Linked DNA regions of Mus musculus: region 1 is linked to region 2. The links are chromatin contacts, called in public HiChIP or PLAC-seq maps. All regions are on one chromosome and are shown on one strand. Each heading gives the region's core, a stretch centred on a gene start, on an enhancer-like site or on the middle of the called end of the contact. The rest is flanking DNA. Distances are from core to core; before and after follow the strand shown. Region 1 overlaps Ube4b (ubiquitination factor E4B). Region 2 holds the start of Cenps (centromere protein S).

Evidence for each region. HiChIP or PLAC-seq counts read pairs in DNA pulled down with a chosen protein or histone mark.
Region 1: a contact with region 2 is called in an H3K27ac HiChIP or PLAC-seq map of extraembryonic endoderm stem cells. The contact joins the enhancer-like site here to the promoter of Cenps in region 2. A contact is called at or near these places in 1 of 15 datasets of contacts at CTCF or cohesin (pro-B cells), 3 of 484 Hi-C or Micro-C datasets (B cells, bone marrow-derived macrophages and erythroblasts), 2 of 115 datasets of contacts at active chromatin or transcription factors (embryonic stem cells and extraembryonic endoderm stem cells) and 2 of 9 other capture datasets (adipose tissue and liver).

Annotation. Positions count from the first base shown.
Region 1 is chr4:149,404,552-149,407,251 of GRCm38.p6, forward strand. The region is part of intron 1 of Ube4b (ubiquitination factor E4B); the gene reads right to left. Among named protein-coding and RNA genes, the nearest start is that of Ube4b, 21 kb to the right of the region's middle. Within about 2 kb of position 1,335, at least 77 of the 459 cell types and tissues checked have an H3K27ac peak or open chromatin away from gene starts, as enhancers often do. A contact at or near this core is called in embryonic stem cells and extraembryonic endoderm stem cells, where this site is marked.
Region 2 is chr4:149,136,163-149,138,862 of GRCm38.p6, forward strand. It overlaps Cenps (centromere protein S), which reads right to left and starts at 1,438. Exons shown (of 5, transcript NM_027263.2): 1 at 1,314-1,438. The coding sequence starts at 1,361.

The sequences.
Region 1 (2,700 bases), core at 85-2,584, 270 kb after region 2:
GGGACTCTGGAATAGCAGTGACACCTCTTACAGACTGAGCCGTCTCTCCTGCCTCACATCCATGGCTTTTAAAACTAAGTGTGTTTCTATGCTTTTCAGGGTTTACAGTAGACTTGTAGAAGCTGAACTAAAAATCCAGTTGCTACAAGACATGCACCGATTTCCTCTGTATCCACACTACTGCTAGTGCAAATCTCATACTACACCTCTAAAACCTGCAAACACTTGCTGTCACCCTGTTCCACCCCACCTTCCCTCCAAGACCAGGTGACAGGGCGGAGACATAACTAACTCCAAACCCTACCTAACCGGGAAGTGATGCTTGGAACTGCCTGCCACAGGCTGCGCACAGCACATGGGGAAGAGGACTAATCCCCCTCTTCTGACACGCTCCTGTCCACATAACTGCTCTGCAGCCCACCCTGCTCCTTCTGGTCCTGTCTCGCTTGTTAATGAGACCTTCAGCACCACCGCCCAGTCCCCACATCTCTATGGCGACCAAACCTGCAAACAGTTCAGCACAAGCCAAGTGTGTCTGTGTACACTAATTTATACGCTAAGAGAAAACGTGAACACATTAGTAGCTGATGATTCAAAGCAATTTATTCAACCTTTCTGTAAATGTAAAAATCGTCAGATTACAAAGTCGAGAGCTAAGGGCTGGAGAGACGAGACGGCTCGCTGGTTAAGAGCACTTGCAGAGGAGGCTGGCTCAGTTCCCAGCACACACATGGTGGCTCACAACCATCTCTAAGTCGAGTTTCAGGGAACCTGATGCTACTTCTGATACTGCAGACATGCATACGGTACACATACAAGCATTCTGGCAAATCACTCATATACATAAAATAAAAATAAATCCGCCAGGCAGTGGTGGCACGTGCCTTTAATCCCAGCACTTGGGAGGCAGAGGCAGAGGTGGATTTCTGAGTTTGAGGCCAGCCTGGTCTACAAAGTGAGTTCCAGGAAAGCCAGGGCTACCCAGAGAAACCCTGTCTCTAAAAACCAAAACCTAAAAATAAATAAGTAAATAAATCTCTTTTATTTTTAAGTTGAGAACTGAATTTAGCAGCATGCACTACAATAGGAGCATGAGAGTAAGCTCATGGCTAGCTTGTACTACTGACACCATGTTTCAAAAAAAAACAGGTAGGGGGAAACTGAGCTTGTCTATACTCTAGCCAAGCTCAGCTGTATACGAGGGACATGAGCTAGGACGTCTGGAAGAAGGCTGGAGTGACATGGAGGTGAGGCAACGAGAGGGCAAGCAAGGCTGTGACGAGGCGATGGAGGAGCTGGGGAGCGTGACTCAGCCATCTTTCTGTTCCTAGTTGCAGAAGGCAACTCCTGAATTCCTGAAATAACCTCCATCTTTGTTAAGCTCAGCAAGCTGCACTGTGGCTTACAGTGGTCTGCTTATAAATACTTCCACTCCCCAGGATGCTCAACAGTGTGTGGACAGCAGCATCTTGCTTTCTTCACTTCTGGGTTTTCAGGATTCAAGTCTCTTACACAGTGTCTTAGTGTCATGTTTCCGTCACTCCCAGGAACAACTGTGAAGACCCAGCACGCTGAGCGCCTGAGCTGTGCTCACTGCTGACTGGGTTTCTTTTTCAGAGCAGGTAGAAACCCGCTGGGGTGAGGACAGAGGTGCACTGTCAGAGGCAGGTGGATCTGCAGGAACCCACACTGCTTCCCCGACAAGCAAGACACAAGTCAGGGCAGGCAGGCTGAGACACGCCCACTAGCAACACCACCCTGATGCCCTGGACTTGCTCATGAAGGTAAGGAGCAACTGAGATAGACGACCATGGCAGTCACTGTGAGGACGAGCACGAAGGTGGGACAAGACACCAGACTGGCATAAGGACATGGAAGAGAGACGGTCAAGTCCAGGCACATTTAATTAGTGCTACAAAGAACTTGGTCAAAAAACAAAAAAACAAAAACCTTGGTCATTCTTTGGAATTGAGGCATGAAGAAGTAGTGGAAAGCATAGATTTCAGGCCTGGCTATCTACATGAGATAAAATTCTGTAAAGCAAGAATGCAAGAGACTTCAAGAGAGCAAGGCAGCCAGGCAGGAGATATAGCCCTGCAGCACCAGCCCCTTGGGAAGCTGAGGTAGAATTGTTGGACTCAAAAGTCTCTGGCCAACCAAAACTAAATAAATAAATAAATAATAAAAGGATACTGAGCATAGGAGACAACCTTTGGCATCTATAGGCTTCCACACACACAGAGACAGATGCACAGACAGGTAAACAGACTGAGACACACACACACACACACACACACACACACATACACACACACACACACACAAGAATGGAAGGAGCTAGAGGTTAAACTAGGAGTACCTGCAAGAAACTCATATAAACGGGAGGCAGTGGAGCCTGCCCGTACTCCTATCCCTTGGGAGGCCGAGGCAGGAGCATTGCTGAGGTCAGCCTGAGATACAGTAAGACTGTATTAAAAACACTAAATGAAGAATGGAGAAGAAGGGGACAAGGGTAGAGGGGCTCCAGGAGCGCAGCAGCTAGGCTGACACACACGTGGCTGTTGCTGACTGTTTCTAAGTTTACAGTGAGGCCTGGGAATTTTAAAAAGCAAAGTAGAAAGATGGGAAAATCCTGCACTTTTCCCAGAAGGGAGCATATTTAAAATTGGGACTAAAGAGGGCATGACTTCTCAAAAAAGA
Region 2 (2,700 bases), core at 188-2,687:
CACTCCAGAAGAGGGAGTCAGATCTTGTTACAGATGGTTGTGAGCCACCATGTGGTTGCTGGGATTTGAACTCCTGACCTTCAGAAGAGCAGTTGGGTGCTCTTACCCACTGAGCCATCTCTCCAGCCCAGGTTCTGAATTTCTTAAAACAGGAGTGCAGGGCAGACAGCCGATGGGACGCAGATACCTAAGGAAGCAACCCCCAACCCTGAGCTCACAATCATTCCCAGCTGAGATGGCAGCTCTGATTCATCAAACAACTGAATATTGGCTCTGACACCACCCCGTGCAGTAGTTATCCGTATTCCGACTTTGCAAAGGAGAAAACTATATTTGGGCCACGACTAACTGACTAGAGGACCCGAAATCACAACCGACGCCAGAGGGTGGGTTCTAGGGCAGCCTGCCAGGGGCTGACTCCGGGCTCTGCAGCATAGAATAGACAACGTTTCCCAGGTCCTAGTGAACTGCTCAGGTCTCACTATGTAAACCAGGCTAGCCTCAAGCTCACACACACCGCTCGCTCTGACTCCTGAAATTAAAGGCCTGAGCCCCACGCACTGTCCTCGCTTGTTCCTGAGACAGGGTCTCTCTAGGTACTTAACTGATCTAAAACTCGTAATCCTCCTGCCTCAGCCCCTGAATTAGTCTGTGTGTCTCTCCTGCATCTCTCTCACCCTCACACGCGCTATCCCCAGCCTCTTTTGTTGTTTTGTTTTGTTTTGTTGTTTTTGTTTTGTTTTGTTGTTTTTGTTTTGTTTTTCGAGACAGGGTTTCTCAGTGTAGCCTTAGCTGTCCTGGAACTCACTCTGTAGACCAATTGAGAGATGTGCCTGCCTCAGTCTGGGATTAAGGACTTGCGCCGCCACCACCGGGCGGGCCCTCCTTTAAGACAGGGCCTCCCGTAATCCCGGTTGGCCTCGAACTCGGTATATCGCTGAAAATGACTCTAAACTGGCTTCTGCCTCCACCCTAAGCCTCTCGCTTCCACACACACCCCGCTCCGTGCTGGGGTCACAGTCGTTCACCACCAAGCCCGGTAGGTGCGGTGCTGGGACTCGAACCCATAGATTCCCTCATGCTGGGCAAACGCTCCTCCAAGCCCCATCGTCTCTCTGTAGCGCCCACACCCGACCCTCACAGCGCCGGGACACCCGGACTCTGGCGAGCTGGACGCAGGCTCGGCGGACCGCACCCCCTCCTTGCAGCCGAGCGACGCATGCGCACACGCGGAGGCCGGCTAGGGACTCGGGGCCTTTCCCTCTCCCAGGACCTCACGTCCTGCCCTTGCTGGGACCCCATTTATTTTATACCTGCCGGTGAGAGAACTCCTGCGGCTCCTCAGCCTCCACCTCCTCCATCACTGCGGACAACCCCGGTCGGCGCGCCACTGTCGGCTCAGACTTTCCCGCGCTACCTCTGCGACGGGCGGCGCCGAGGGTCAAAGCGCGAAGCGCCTCCTTCCTGTCCCGCGCGCGCCCCCTGGCGACAGCTCGCGGAAGGGTCTTAGCGTTGGTGTGACCCGGGGTTCAAGCATCTGTAAGAACGTGCGTGAGATGGCTCACTGGTTAGCAGTCACTGAGAGCACCGGCCAGACGCACCACCCACATCAGGTGGCTCACTAAACACGTGTAATTCCATCTCTAAGGGACACAATGTTCTCTCTTGGTCTCTCTTGGTACCCGCATGCAGATGCACACACAAATACACACATATGCATAATAAATATATAAGTAAATAAAAGTGTTTAAGTAAAAAATATATATATGTTGGGCCTGGTGATGCACCCTTTTAATCCCAGCACTCTTGAGTCATAGGCCAGTGGATCTCTGTGAGTTCCAGACCAGCCAGGGCTACATAGTGAAACTTGCCTTAAAATTAAAAAACAAAACAAAACAAAAAAAGCAAGAGTGTATAGCCCACAATTAACAGATGATAAAGCACTTGGCTGGCAAGATAGCTTTGTGAAAGCCAGGCATGGTGGCACATGCCTTTAATCCTAGCACTTGGGAGGCAGAGGCAGGCGAATTTCTGAGTTCGAGGCCAGCCTGGTCTACAAAGTGAGTTCCAGGACAGCCAGAGCTATACAGAGAAACCCTGTCTCGGAAAGAAAGAAAGAGAAAGAAGAAAGAGAGAGAAGAAAGAGAGAGAAGAAAGAGAGAGAAAAAAGATCGTTTTGTGGGTCAAAACACATTGCCCTGCAAGCCTGGGGCCCTGAGGCCCTGAGTTTGATTCCCAGAACTGACTCCAGAAAGTTGTTTTCTTACATCCACTGTGTGCTCACACTCACACAAACCAATAGCCAGTTGATGTAAGTTATGGAAGGCAGCGCCTTCTATGGTGAACCATTCACACACACAACCTCGTGCAAGGAACCTTGGATTTTTATGGCTCTTCCACCAGCACCAAATCAGTGATCAGTGAGATCACTGCTCAAACGCTATCCCCTCAGAGCGAGTGGTTCACGTTACCAGGGACAAGAGTGGCTGCTTCTCCATTATGTCAAGCTATACAGCGAGAGGCTCTGAGGTGGCTCTGCAATAATAACAGCTGCCGTTCCTGCAGACCAGGATTTGGTTCATGGCACCCACATGGTGGTTCACACCTGTCTATGATTACTGTTTCCAGGAGTCAGTGCTCTCTTCTGATCTCCAAGAGCCCAATTCATGCACGCAGGCAAAACACTCAGACATTAAAAAA